Regions from separate parts of the Mus musculus genome. Here regions 2, 3, 4 and 5 are each linked to region 1. Evidence: chromatin contacts called from public Hi-C and promoter capture Hi-C data. All regions are on one chromosome and are shown on one strand. The core of a region is the stretch at or near the end of the contact, and the rest is flanking DNA. Distances in the headings are between cores, read along the strand shown.

What was found. Promoter capture Hi-C pulls out the DNA fragments that hold promoters and counts their contacts. A called contact is a pair of places that touch in the nucleus more often than the background predicts.
Region 2: a contact with region 1 is called in a promoter capture Hi-C map of liver, with 5 times the contacts expected there. The contact joins the promoter of Ints14 here to the promoter of Map2k5 in region 1. A contact is called at or near these places in 3 of 39 promoter capture datasets (hippocampal neurons and liver), 2 of 484 Hi-C or Micro-C datasets (B cells and CD8 T cells) and 1 of 9 other capture datasets (liver).
Region 3: a contact with region 1 is called in a promoter capture Hi-C map of liver, with 5 times the contacts expected there. The contact joins the promoter of Rplp1 here to the promoter of Map2k5 in region 1. A contact is called at or near these places in 1 of 39 promoter capture datasets (liver) and 2 of 484 Hi-C or Micro-C datasets (B cells and rod photoreceptor).
Region 4: a promoter capture Hi-C map of liver shows a contact between it and region 1, with 2.4 times the contacts expected there. The contact joins the promoter of Glce here to the promoter of Map2k5 in region 1. A contact is called at or near these places in 2 of 39 promoter capture datasets (erythroid cells and liver), 1 of 484 Hi-C or Micro-C datasets (CD8 T cells) and 1 of 115 datasets of contacts at active chromatin or transcription factors (astrocytes).
Region 5: a contact with region 1 is called in a Hi-C map of regulatory T cells, with 10 times the contacts expected there. The contact joins the promoter of Anp32a here to the promoter of Map2k5 in region 1. A contact is called at or near these places in 2 of 39 promoter capture datasets (erythroid cells and pre-B cells), 1 of 484 Hi-C or Micro-C datasets (regulatory T cells) and 1 of 115 datasets of contacts at active chromatin or transcription factors (embryonic stem cells).

Annotation. Positions count from the first base shown.
Region 1 is chr9:63,376,571-63,379,350 of GRCm38.p6, forward strand. It overlaps Map2k5 (mitogen-activated protein kinase kinase 5), which reads right to left and starts at 1,332. Exons shown (of 22, transcript NM_011840.3): 1 at 553-1,332. The coding sequence starts at 687.
Region 2 is chr9:64,959,442-64,962,221 of GRCm38.p6, forward strand. It overlaps Ints14 (integrator complex subunit 14), which reads left to right and starts at 1,391. Exons shown (of 13, transcript NM_001077631.2): 1 at 1,391-1,497; 2 at 2,253-2,557.
Region 3 is chr9:61,913,052-61,915,831 of GRCm38.p6, forward strand. Rplp1 (ribosomal protein, large, P1) reads right to left here and starts at 1,459. Exons shown (of 3, transcript NM_018853.3): 1 at 1,306-1,459; 2 at 837-911; 3 at 232-470. The coding sequence starts at 1,377. The coding sequence ends at 273.
Region 4 is chr9:62,121,177-62,123,956 of GRCm38.p6, forward strand. Glce (glucuronyl C5-epimerase) reads right to left here and starts at 1,433. Exons shown (of 5, transcript NM_033320.5): 1 at 1,309-1,433. It overlaps Mir5133 (microRNA 5133), which reads right to left and starts at 1,418; the gene lies at 1,342-1,418.
Region 5 is chr9:62,339,987-62,342,766 of GRCm38.p6, forward strand. It overlaps Anp32a (acidic (leucine-rich) nuclear phosphoprotein 32 family, member A), which reads left to right and starts at 1,357. Exons shown (of 7, transcript NM_009672.3): 1 at 1,357-1,568. The coding sequence starts at 1,515. Gm20346 (predicted gene, 20346) reads right to left here. Exons shown (of 2, transcript NM_001378702.1): 2 at 1,516-2,002. The coding sequence ends at 1,938.

The sequences.
Region 1 (2,780 bases), core at 82-2,581:
ATGTAAATTTTCCCTGAACACTCAACATCTCTGAAATTGAGCTGTGTTTGTCACGGAATGATGTGCTGTAGTTCTAACAGGCAGCATCCTTTCCATATTGATAGTTAAGTCTAGGTCTCCCATTCAGTGGCATCTAAGGTTTGCTTAACCATTGTAAACTAAGATTGCCCTGGTGTCCCTTTCCCAGCAGGTCACAAGTTCAGGAAACTCAGCAGTGACAGGGCTAGAATGAGGGCAGGAATCCTTTCCAAATACTTGAGAAAAATATAAGAAACAGTTTTAAAACTCTTTACATCCCAGTTGTCTGCACTGGTGTGTAAGTCACAGTCCAGACTGTGAGCTTCCTGAGGGCAGGGGTTCAGTCGGATACATCAATTTCCCAGGGCGCTGCACATTTACCAGTTTTCAGTGAGTGCAATTAACCGAGACTGTGGTTAAAACAGGTAAGTTGACCCCACCAGAGGCCAGCTCAGGCCACCAATGGTCAAGATGCTGCCTATCCAGATCCATAATCCCCAACGCTGGGATTTGGCCACTAAAGTCACCACTCACCAGAACATCCCTGAAGAGTAACTGCGGCCCGGAGTGCACGGTCCAGTCCACCGCGCCACTATTTGGAATCTTGATCCGAATCACCAGCACCTGGTTCTCCATGGCACAGAAGGGGCCAAGGGCCAGCCACAGCATTACAGGTTAAAGGGTCTCACATCCTGGGGCGAGGGGTACCGACCTGCCCCTACTTAGGAGGAGCCCCAAGAAGTGACAAGGGGAACGATAGACAGAAGGCAGGCGATAAATAGGGAGCAAGAAGATGGGGAGAAGTGAAGAGGAGCGATCAGGAGGGAGCTTGCAGGCCCAAAACCAGGCCCAGGTCGTGTGGAGTGTCCCTAGGAGAGGATGCACTGTTGGGGGACCGGCCAAGAGGAATTAGTAGAGAGCGGAAGGTCCTGGAGTTACAAAAGTGGACAAAACAGAACCCACAAGCATTCTGTAGTCCTTGTGAGTAAGAGGAGACAGCGGAGCAACGGCCTGGTTTAAGGCAGGTACAGTGGCCAGGGTCCTGCCGTCCTGAGTGTCTCGGTGGGCAAGGGGACGGTGGCCGGGCGCCGCGGGCTGGGTCGGGGCTGTTTCGGAGGTGCACCGGTGGCGCCTGCCCTCCAACCAGGCAGGGGGGCCCAGGGCCGCGGGGTCAAGGGGCGGGTCCCGGACCGCAGCCGGAACCGGAGGGCGCGGCGCGTGCAGGATCGTCCGACTGAGGCCCGCGTCCCGGCAGCGGAGGTGGCGGCGAGAGGAGGAGGAAGGCGGCCGTTAGACCGCTGTTACTCCGGAACCAAAACGCGATGGCGCCGGAACCCGGGGAGCCGACATGTGGGACCCGCCTCCTGGGGCGCCATGTTGGAAGAGGGCAGCTGGGGCGGAGCAGGGATCTCGTGCTAGGACTGGCTGACTTCCATCTCTTCAGGTAGTGGTAAAGGAGCCTAGAAAACCCAGGAAGACACGGATCTACGGCTGGGGGCTGTCCGTAAAACAATTTAAGGTTTGATCATGCAGAAAAGGCGGTGAAGGACAAGACGGCAGCACCAGCTTGTCAAGTTATATACCTTTTACTATCCGCGGGTTTGTTACATTAAATCGGCAAGAGCCAGGCAAGACCTTTTTATTAAAAAAAGAAAAAAAAAAAAAAAAGCATGTTTTTATGCCCCTTCTTCCAATTAACAGTTCCAAAATACCACTATTTTTTCTCCCACGTTAGCAAAGTGTGCATGAATTTTTCAGTGAGGTCCTTTACCCTAACCAGTGACCTACAGTACCAAGCAATCTCCTACTCAAAAGCAACAGTAAAGAAACTCAATGGAGAGCGCTTAACTGCCTGGGGACAGCTGTATTTCTGGCATCATAATATCTTATTCAACCGTTGCAAAAATATCCCGTCTGTTCCATATATTTTCAGCTAAATTGCAGTGTTTATGCAGTCAGTGATAGCAGGGCAGTAGCCGTAAACCTTGGTTATTTTTAAATGCCTTGTTACCTCACATTTTAAAGTGCATAATCCTGTTGATCTATGTGTCTATACAAAAGAATTGCTTACAAATGGCAACGTGTAGGTAGGCCCTTTATTTGTAATTAAATTATGCTATTATCTCTACCTTTTGGGGCTGATTATGCATAAACATAGTGCGTGGGGTGGTGGGACCAGTGTCCACTTTCCCCGGAATAAACAGATATGTGATTAATGTAAGAGGAGGAACAATTAAATGTTGATCATTTTCAATGTAATACCAAAATTTGTGGCATAATTTCCTCTACTTGGGCTTTTTTCCTGTTGCATTTGAAAGGCCATTGTAGGAGATAAATGACCATCTTTTAGTTATTATTCCTTAATAGCTTAGGTAGGAATTCACGTAGACCGATTCTCCAGGTACTGTTGGAACTACCCCTTTGTAACTGCTCTTCAGTGCTAAAGAAAAATTCACTATTTTGCCATGTACTTCTTAATCTAAACTTTATTTCTATTATTAAGGAAAATTAACTACAAAACTAGAGATTTTCTATTAACCTATGATTTGTTAAAACGTCTTTTTAAAAATTCATAGTACCATAGGGAAAACCAACACCATTTGCCAAATTTGCATGTATATTCTGAAGCACTTTTTTAAATATATGAATGGCAGTCTCTCAGCTTCCCAAATATCTAAAGAGCAAATATAATCACATTTCAACTTTTTGTAGCCTTTACATAGCATGAAATCTTAAGACTTTATTATTTGAGCAGAGTTTCA
Region 2 (2,780 bases), core at 141-2,640, 1.6 Mb after region 1:
ACACAGAGAAATCCTGTCTCAAAAAACCAAACCAAAAAAGAAAAAAAAAAAAAAAAAGACTTATTCCTTTCTACGTCACCGAAAAGCCAGCTGTTCAGCAGAACGAGGACGACGACAACAAATCTGAACACCTATCAGATCATTAAAAATGAGCAAACTAATTAACTTAAGTTTAGTCTTTAAGGTCATAAACCAGACCATGTATCTAAGCTGGCCTAGAACAGCAATCCATGGCTGAATCATCACCACAATAGAGCAACTAGACAGATAACTCCTCTGTCTGCATAGTCTTGGCCAGATCTCTCCCATTACGGCTAAGTAATCAGGCTATATATTCTTACTTACCTAGAGCCCCATAACTGTTCAAACATAGCAAGGTCTTTTGAAATATTGAAACTAGCCTGGTTGGAGAAAGATGTCCTGCAGCAAACAAAAGCTAAGTCTACAGGCCATGCGGCCTTGATATTGGTTCCCCAGAGTCTAGTGTTGGCTTTCTCTGCCACCTCTAATAGAAAGAGGAAACATTAAAGAACAACAAACACTTTCCCACGGAGCAAGTTGTGGTAAGTCAGTTCTAAGAGTTTCCCTTCCTTATCCCGCTTGCAACCCATAAGCTTAAAGAAAGCCATATGCCTAAGACTTTACAGGGAGCTCTGTGTTCTCACTTGTAATTGCTGTTGTGAAGTATTGGTCTTTGAACCATAACTACCCAGCGTTCTGTTAGCATCCGTTGAGGCCTACTACTAACTGACATTCTCCAGGCCCCTACAGCCCACAGGGTTAGCAAGTCACCTTTTGCCCACCTCACCCTCTCATCCCCGCCCAGGAACTCCCTGAGGCATATGCTATGCTAGGGACACCTGGTGGAGAGAAGCAGGCAGGGACCCTCAAAGCCTTACATGGAATCCTAAAAGCAAAACCTTCAGCACATCTCAGGCACAAAAGCAATAACTGAGTCACGCTTCTGCCGGTCTCAAAGTCAGGGTAGGGAAATAACGTGGTACTAAGATCTCAATGCAACTTAGACTCAGGGCAGCCAGGTGCTTACAGTCTGAGCACTCAGCCGGGGATTACAGTTTTTTAAGAGTAGGAAGAGCATCCTACTGTTCTGTCGGTGTGACTGAGAATTCTGAAGAAGAAAAGCAATGACAGAAATGTTAGACACTGGCCAGGGGTCTACAGGTTAATAAAAAGGCAAAGCAGAGATAAATGGAGGGAGGCACCCAGAATGGGGTAAGACAAAGGGGGAAGGGCCAGAAACCCCCCGCAGGGCTCAGCCTGGGAGGAAATTGGGGCTCCGTGGGCAAGAGACAGAGGAGGAGCACCCCCTAGCGTCCCGGGAGAGCCACAACCCAGCGCCCGTGGGCTGGAAGCCCCGCCCAGCCCACGCTATTCGCTGCCTCCGGGTTCCCTTATGTCGCACGGCCCTTAAGTTCCGGCTATGGCGCGCGGACGGAAGGTTTAAGCGGACGGACAGAGGCTGGAGATGGGCTCCGGGTAAGTCAGGGAATGTGCCTGTTGAGGGCTGTGTTTCGATGGCGGTTGGGGTTACAGGGGAAGGAGTGGAAGGAACAACACAGGGCGGGCGGCGGACCTTCTCTGAGGCCCGCGTAGGGTGGCGGTCTCAGGGGCGCTGGCTCCAGGGCCTGCGACAGGCCTGCCCTCTGTGTGGCCCGGGTCTTGTAAGCAGCAGGATTCCGCGCTTGGGGCCGTGTTTCTTCCTCCCCTGAGAGTCTTCCGTCCCTGGACCCTGAGACTTCCGTCCCCTCTTTCCCCGAGAGTTCCATACAACAAATGTTTTGGGCTCGTTTTAAAGGTAAAGGTCTATTCTTCAGTTGCAGTCTTAAGTGAACTCTGCTGCACTTCAGGCTACCCATTCAGATATTAATCATCTGAGAATTTAGAGGAATTCGTAGGGCAAGCCAGAGCGACAGAAAAGCCGACGTGTATGCACTTAGAAACTGAAGTGGAGCTTTGAGAGATTCCTGAGCGTCAAATTGCTATGAATGGGCTAATGATCCCCTTCAGAGTAGAACTATAAATGTAATTGATGGCTTTTAGAGCAGTCATGTGGCGAGGATGTATCATCAGGAGTAGACTGTCCAGGAGAAAGAAAACCCTTGGTTATCTGAAACATTGTAAAATGGTACCAATTGGAAAGGCTGAGGGCGGTGTGGGGAAATTTGATCAGAGTCAGCCCAAGTGAGAAATACATCGTGTTATCTACTAATGAGAGATCTTTTATTTTTCAGTTTTGTGGCTAAGCCCAGACTGCTTGAGTGAAACAGCCTTCAGGGACGTTCCATTCTTTCGTTTATCCCAGTGCTTACAACCCAAAAACAAAATTGGATTGCCACAAGTCGGCCACGGCTGAGGAAGTGCACTCGGGCCCTGACACAAATGCATCAGTCAGGAGAAAGAGCCAGCTTCTCAGGTGTCTTCAGAGAAGGCCAGACTGACAGCTGCGGTCACCCATTGCAGTGCTAGCAGCAATTTCATGGACTGGAAGTGCTTGTTGGTACTTGATCCAGAAAACTGTTTCTCAATCTCTTAAGAGGTGAGGGCGTGATCATCAGCTTTAAAAACCATAAAGGCTTCCGTGCATAAATGTGACCCACAAGAGCTGGATAAACTGCACCTGAGCAGAAGTGCAGGACTCCCTGGTGGCTCTGCTTAAATAAGAAAGTGTATTTTTGTGTACAGAGTTAAAATTTACAATGTATTTTCCTAATGAATTAATGTATGTTGTATTAGGGGTAGTTCATTGGTTATGTTGAGAT
Region 3 (2,780 bases), core at 209-2,708, 1.5 Mb before region 1:
GCCTGTCTGTCTGGCACTAAACAGGCTCTCTGAACAGTTGCTTGAAGGGGCTTCCTGGAGACAGACCCACCCATTCTCTACCCAGATCGTCTAGTTCTTTTGACCCAGGTCTTATTTATATAACTCATGGTGGCTTTGGTCAAGACCCTCCTTCCCTGACATTTTTTTGGGACCTGCTACCATCTCTGAAACTCCAAGAGCTTTGTGGCTTACAAGTGAGACCAGTCCACCTACAGGTTCAGCTCTTTATTAGCCAACTTAACAAAAGCAGTTTAGTCAAAAAGACCGAAGCCCATGTCATCTTCAGACTCCTCGGACTCTTCCTTCTTTGCCTCCACTTTCTTCTCCTCAGCTGGGGCGGCGGCAGTGGATGGAGCAGCACCACCAGCAGGCGCAGCTCCAGCTGCTGGAGCGGGCCCACCAGCCCCTACATTGCAGATGAGGCTCCCAATGTTGACATTGGCCAGAGCCTACAACAGAGACATAGAAAAGGCTTTTAGTTTTGTGCTGCAAGATTTAATGATTCAATTAAGCTCTTTTCACCCATGAGACCAAAGCAATGTTCAGGACTACAGGGAATCAATATACAACTGCCACCAGTTGATTGACCCCACTTGCCAGAAATAAAGCTGTTTGTATAAATAGAATGTAGCTATCCACTTTGCATGAATCTCACTGCTTCAAATGCCCAAACTTAAGAGGCAACAAAACTCATTCTCAAGCCATGGACCGTGAAGGCCTGACATAAAAGCCACATCAATAAGTACAAACTAAGATACAAAAATCAAGGCTGGTGGTGGAAATCGTACATTACCAAGTGTAACCCCAAAACTTACCTTGGCAAACAAGCCAGGCCAGAAAGGTTCGACGCTGACACCAGCTGCTTTAATGAGGGCATTGATCTTATCCTCCTGGAACACAAACGCCAACCCGTCAGAACGATCAGAATGCGGCTAAAACTCAGTCACTTATACAGAGTTAAGTTTCGTACTTGGGCTAAAGTCAACCTTAAAAAAGACAAGGCCAGGTTTGAAGGCTCAGCGGGCTGTGGGATTGTCCCGCAGGCCTGACGACCTGAGTTCGAGGCCTAAAACTTAGATAAAAACAGCCCACTCTAAACAGTAGGCCTAACATGCGCGCTCGGGACCGCCATTCACCTGTCTCGGGTTGGGCCGCGCGGGGAGGACAGAGCGCATACGCCTCACAGGCCTCCAAGTCACCGAATGCCTGAGAATGCGAAGTCCGGGCGGAGCCGGGTGTCCGCCGCACAAACACGTGGCCGGCCCGGGGTTATCCCGCACTTACCGTGACCGTCACCTCGTCGTCGTGCAGGATGAGGGCGGAGTAGATGCAAGCGAGCTCGGAGACGGAAGCCATGCTGTAGACTGCCGGCACGGTGCTAGTCGCCGGATGAAGTGAGGGCCTCACCCCAACGCGGCCTTAGCTTCCTCGGAAGGACCGAGCACCTTGGCGGCAGCTGAGGAAAAGATCATATACGCCTGCGCGCAGCTTCTTATGGGACCGCGCCGACCAATCGATGCCCGACTCGAGACGGAAGGGGCAGGGCCAAAACCGAGAGGAGGCGCGTCTGCAGAACGCAGTTCCGGATTTGCGCGTTCGACTTCCGGTGCGATTGGCCTTTGGGGCTTGCGAATATTACAAGTGCTCAACAGTAGAGATTAACAGGCTAAAGGGAGAGAGCTATCGGGGGAGACGTACTGCTTAAACTGACAGGCGCGTTCCCACGGCTTGGGTACACTGAAAAGTCGCTCTCCGCCTCAAGCCTTGCGGATCACGTGGTGGACTTCCCAACCCACCCTCACCCCGGGCGTGCGCGCCGTAGTAACTGTGTCTGTGATGAGGTTGATAAATACCACCCGGGACCCGGAGTTGCATATCAAATGCAATATATCGTGGTTAATGTTTAATTCATTACATTGAAAAAGCACAGAGGGGCGGAAGTTAAGCCATCTTGCAGCTCTCAGGTTTGGCTCCCGCACCCCGAAAAGTGCCAGGAAATCCAGTAACAGGGGCTCTGATCCTGACAGAGGTCAGCAGACACGCTCAAGTACACATAAAAGTAAACACTCTTTAAAGTGTCACGCGAGGTATGGTGAGGAAAAAACCCACAGAAGTAGGAGACCACGTGATAAAATTCGGCAACTAATTATATAGAACCCCTAGAAAACCAGGAGAGTAACTTTGATGCGCAGACATCAAAAGCAAGTATCAATAAACAAACGTTTTCCTTTGCCTCTCTTTTAGTGCATGGTACTTTGTCACAGCAATAGAAACCCCAAGTGCTCATATACACAATTAAATAAAAACACCCCTCAGGTTAGGGTACAGCTCGTGTGTGGTCAGCTTGTGTAGAGGTGACCTTGGTGCTAGAAACTTGCAACTAGAATGTAGTGCATACTAGATTAAGTGGTTTCTTTAAAGTTAATAAAATTCTAATCTCAGGACCACAAAGAAGCTATGAAACAGCAAAAGGAACCTAAGTAGAGCAATATAGTTTTCACAGATAAGAGCCTAAAACGGAGAATTTTCTCCAAGTAATATAGTTCCAATCAAAATTCTGTTCATGATCTCAGTGGAATTTGACATGGCCTTCAGTCTAAACACACACACACACACACACCCTGACAGGGTGTCATGTACCTCAGCTGGCCTTGAACTTGCTATGTGGTTGAAGATTACCTGGAATGTTGGATCTTCCTCCCCTGCCTGGGATTGATTTTAAGTATCCAGGTCATGCTGGGCTAGGGATTAACTCCAGG
Region 4 (2,780 bases), core at 183-2,682, 1.3 Mb before region 1:
CCTATAAGTCATTTTAAGTTCCACCTAAGTCTGGCAGAGTCTTCAAGAACTCTGTAAGATTCAAACCACGGTAAAAACTGATGTACCAGAATTCTCTAAAGAAGCTCAATAGGGCATCATTAACAGGTTGCCAATGACGCTTTTGTAGAAATCTGGACTTGAGACATACATACATAATATGCTACACTTTTGTTTTTAATTACCCCTCTTCCACAAAACCTTTAGAAAGGATGCTTCTTGGCACTACCTAACACCCAGGCAAATTCAGGACAGATTTAACCATGCAAGACCATCAAACACTACCTAAAACAGAAAGCCCAAATCGCACAGCCGCCCTACCCTCAGATCTAAACCCTCACTCAACAGTCAGGTATTCCAGACAACATGCTCAAGTCTGGTATCGCTCCTCTCCTCTCCTCCGGAGATCAGAGCTCCGGCGACACCAGCGCGTCCCCAAAGGTATCCTGGGGCAAAGAAAAGAAAACTGCAGAACAAGCCCACTGTGTCTCCAACTAGGCAACTGCCCCGATCAAGCGTCCAACGAAGAAGCACTGAGTTAAATCTCATCGAGAAAGAGAGAGAGACCAGATCGAGACCGTCAGATACCGAAAGCCACAAGCAGTGCCATGGGGTGGCTCCTGAAACCGGGTCTGGCACCCCTGGAGACCCAGAGACCGCTGAGCCGCGCCCACACGGCAAAATCACCCTCCTTGTCGCCCCGAAAAAGAATGGGGACCATCACGCACAGTTACCGCCCCCCTCTGGGCGAAGCAGAAACCCCAATACAAATGTTGGTCTCCCCATGCACGCTTCCCGCCCCCACCCACACCCACCCAGTCCGTTCCTTCCCGGGAGGGACACGGGCATCGTCTTATCACCCCATGGCGACCTTAAACAAACCCAAGTCTCTGGAACCCTGACATCCTCCTGCTTTACCCCAGGAATGCCAAGCGGACCCCTCTCCGCTCATAGGTCTCCCCGTGCCCTCCGGACAAGGCTAAACTGTATCCCAAGCCCCTCAACTGCACGGGATCGCCAGAAATGGTCTCCAAGTCCCAGAACCGCGCTATGCCAGCACCCGGGCTCTCAGGCAGGACACAGGACGCGCTCCCGCGACCCTAGAGACCCGGGACCGCCTGGGCAGCCACCCACCCCCACTCCAAAGCCAAAGAAGCCCCGAGACCCCAGCCCCCGCCGCGTCACCCAAGATCCCCGCACTCGGAACGCCGCGCATCCCCGGGAGCCGCCCCCGTCGCGAGCCCACTTGCCACGGCCGCCCCTCAGCCACGACACGACGAGCTCCCTCACCTGAGGCGCGTCGGCGGACGAGCGGCCCCCAGAGCCCTGAGGAAAACTGAAGCGAGCGGCAGAGACACGGCGGCCCAGGCCTGCGCTGCCGCAGCTCCAGCCTCTCGGCGAGGAAGCGCTCGTGTGAGGAGAGCCCGCCCGCTCGGCGCGCTACTGGGGAGCCGAGCCGCCGCCGTGCCCGCGGCTCTTCCCGCGAGATCCCAGCCACGGTAAGGGGCGAGGCCATGCCGGGGAGGAGAGGGCGGGACGGAGGCTCTTCGAATGGCAGCTCCGTCAGCCTGTTAGATTCGGTGTAGAAGGCGGGGTCACCAAGAGGAGGGGCCATATTAAGGGGAGGAGCTATGATGAGGGGGCGGAGAGTCCTCGAATGACAGTTCCAAAAAACCAATCAACGGTGGCAGCGCAGAAGGCGGGACTCGCATTCTCCTGTGACCAATTGCAAAAGAGTAGAGCTAATTCTCCCCGCCTATCATCAATAAATTGCGGGCGAAGGTGTTGCTGACCCGATGTCAGTTTGCTACCTGGGCAGTTGCAGAGGTACTTTAGATGACGTGGTTTGGGCAAAGTTTGGTCCTCTTCGGCCGCCGTAGAGACACTTAGCGGAGAAGCTGAACTAAATAGTGCTTAAACCGAAGAGCTGTCCGTGCGTTTTCACTGCTCTCTGAAGTGAACAGGGAGGTCCCATCTGCCAGCCTGAAGACTTACAGCCTCACTTTACTCACTTCGGTCTCCTCCTTTAGTGTAGCTTTCTCCCATTTCGGACTCTCTTCCGTTTTTATTTCAAACGGCGATGATATCGTCACGGGTGCTTTAAGCTCCAACCCAGTTTATCTGGTCCAACAAAGGACCTTTCTAATTCATTTGTGCGTTCTACTTAAAGTCTTCCACAAAGATGAAGAACGAAATCTCAAACGAGTGCTAACCTAACAAACCCGAGAACTTGTATCTTTACAGACCATAGGGCCCAGTAATGTTTAGCACAGGTAGGGTATAGAGCATTCAATAAATCTAAAAGGAAGGAATGGAAACTGTGGTGCTTATCTGTACTGGCTTCAGAAACTGGGCTTTCCTAGCCTTTCCCATTCCCCCCTCACATTTAAGTCCCTTCACTCATTATTATGCCTGCCCTGTAGCTTTCCTTCATCTTCCCCTAGTCTCCCTTGCCCAACACAAAAAGTAGCCTTACTCTTTCTCAAGGTTAACTCCTGCCCTTGTGCACTGGACCTCAGCCAGGCCCAGACTCAGTCAGCTCCCCCACCCCCACCCCCACCCCCATTATCAATTTTTTAGCCCCTTTATCCCCAGAACACACTCATTATCCCCTGTTATTTGAACAGAACACAACTACCCTGCCGGTTCTATCCACTCGAGCTGCCCTGTCCTGAGAATCCCACGTCTTGAGAAAATTAAAGTGTATTGTGGTCCCCACCTTCTCATCCCTTATTTCCCTGCTACAATACTGCGTTTGCCCA
Region 5 (2,780 bases), core at 107-2,606, 1.0 Mb before region 1:
TAAAAGGAAACAATACAATTGAAACATTCCAGATATACAGCCTTTGTAAAAATTAACAAAAATCTAAGGATAAGAAATGTCAAATGAACAACGTAAAGAAATTACATATTTACCCAGACGAAATGGTTTTATTTTGTACTTCCAGCTACTTAGAATAAACATTTATCAGCTTTCAAATCCATTTGTTTGATCTAAAAGAACTAACTAAATAAAATACTTAGTTCTAATGTCTCAAAAAAAGAATTACTTTGGGGGTGTTTGCAGAAGCGTGTAGATGAAGACACATAGGAAAAGACACTATGATAAAGTTGTGTGAATAAAATTAAACATGTATCCCGTAATTTGTTCACAGCCGGACATCCACATAGTACCATGAGGTCCGAGGGCTGCCCATAGGAAGCTGGTAACCCAATGGGAACCAGGGCTGTAAAGGTTTCTTAAAAAACGTAACGTGGTCGAACAAAAACAAAACCCAAAGCAACTGTAAGACCTGGCGTAAGTGCCCCCAGTTAGCGACTCTTTGGCAATGCAGATCCAACCAAACGATTAGAATGAAACGTGCAACGCTCTCTCTCAAAAAATCCTATAAAGCCCGTCAATTATGTTCGGCTCTGAGAATCGGCAGTTCCCAGCACCTTCCTTTTCCACTTTTTAATATTTTATACAGTTCTCCATCTGCGGCCTTTCCATTCATTAATTGCCCTATACAAGATCCCCCCGATGACTCTCGGGGAATTGCTTCTTTTAAGACAGGGCATCAGATTGCCAAGCCTCTGGGGTCGAGATCGCGCCCTCGCTCCTTTGGATGTGGGAGCGTCATGCACTTAAGACTTGATTATTTAATTGCGGAGATGGGAGCAGACCGGTCGGAGGGGTTGTGCCAAGTGGGCATCCCGGGGTGTGTGTGTGTGTGGTGGGATTTGTCCTTCGTGCGCTCCAAAAATGCGCGCCCTCCTTGGGCCTGCCTTGTGCCCGCGCGCCCCAGGCCTCGTCCGCCCGCCCAGCACCCAGAGGATGCCCCCGCAAGGACCCCGCCCCTCCCGTGTCCACGCACCTGCGGCCCCGCCCCCGGCCACGAACCTTCAGGTCCACGCACCTGCCCTGCCTTCCCTCCCGCCCCCAGCGCGCAACCACCAAGGTGCAGCCGCGCTCCTCTTCGGCGGCCCCGGTATCTAAAGGGGTCCGTCTCCGGCACCACAGCCAAATGGCTGAGCCTCCCTGGCCCGCTGCGCAGGATGCCCATTGGACCCTGCCCCCCGCCGCCACCACCACTATTGGCTGGCGTCCGAAGCCTCGCCATTTGATTGGCTCTTGTTGCCGCCGCTCCACGCAAGGAGCCGCAGGTCCCGCCTCTACGGCGATCAGGTTAGTGTGCGCCGCGGGTGCTGGGGGCTCGAGAACCGAGCGGAGCTGGTTGAGCCTTCAAAGTCCTAAAACGCGCGGCCGTGGGTTCGGGGTTTATTGATTGAATTCCGCTGGCGCAGGATCCTCTGCAGAAAGAGAGAGCGCGAGAGATGGAGATGGACAAACGGATTTATTTAGAGCTGCGGAACAGGACGCCCTCTGATGTGAGCATTTGCCAAAAATATCTCTGTCGGTCCATTCTCCTACTTTGTGTTATGTGTGCGTGTGTGTTTTGGGGGGAAGGCACTTTTTTATGGAGGGGGGCTCCGGGGAAGGTGTGGGGTTTGGGGTCTGACTGCAAATGAATTGCAAGGTTGGATGGCGGGGGTGGGGGGGGTTGCAATGCCACCGGAGCATGTTTCGTCCGCCGTCGCTGCTGCCCTTGGTGTGTGACTGACTACCTGTGCGTGTGCTCCCGCGTGTGCGGGTATGGGTGCGAGGGTGTGCGTGCGAGTGTGCACCCAGCGGGGGGCCGGCGGGGCGCACGCGTTCGGGTCGGAGGGAAGGCGGCAATTTCACCCTCGTCCGAGCTCTCAGCTCCCACGACTTGCATCTGGATGGAAAAGATGATCGAGGGGAGGAGAAGATGGGCTGCCTCCTGGATTAAACAACAAAAAGGGGTTGTTATATTTTAGAAGCGTAACCCCCTTTCCGCCCCCTCCCGCGCCTGCCCCCTCCCTTTGCAGTCTCTTTCGCTCGCTCGCACACAATAAGTTTTGGGCTTCGCGAGTCCGGTATAGTTTCTGATCAATGTAGCCCGAGGACCCCGGGGAGAGCGCGTGGGGACCCGACTGCTGCGGAGTTGGGAGATGGCTCGAGTTTAAAGCGCGTCTTCGTTTCTCTGCGGGGATGAGGCGAGAGGTGGGGAGCCATATTTGTAACTTTGTCGTGTTCGTGAACGCGCCCTTTCTCTCCCTCCCTCCCTTTCTCTGTCTGCCTTCCTTCTCCTTTCTCTCTCACTCTTTCCACCCCACCTTTGGGCCAGATGCTGTCTTTTCTCCCTTCTTCCTCGCGGAAAGGGAGGGGGGGTACCTTAGGTTAAGGGGGAGGGATTGTGAAGTGTGCAAATGCTCAGATAATCCTCGCGCCTCCCCAACCACGAGCGTCGCTAATGTAAGTTGCCCGGAGGCTGCGTCCCGTTCTGGCCCCCGGCTCCCTCCCCAGATGCCAGCCTTGGCACCCTGACGCCTCATCGGCAGCAGACACCCCACCTTCCCGGTCCTTGCTTCTCCTGGGGTGGGCTCCCTGGCAGCCATTCGGCGCTTGGTTAATAAATGGGCACGAGAAACTTTATCAGAACCCGAGCTGCCCAGAGCTAGTGCCGCTGTGGGGACCGACCCAGTCTACATTCTTGCGGGCACGGCAGGCACGCAGCT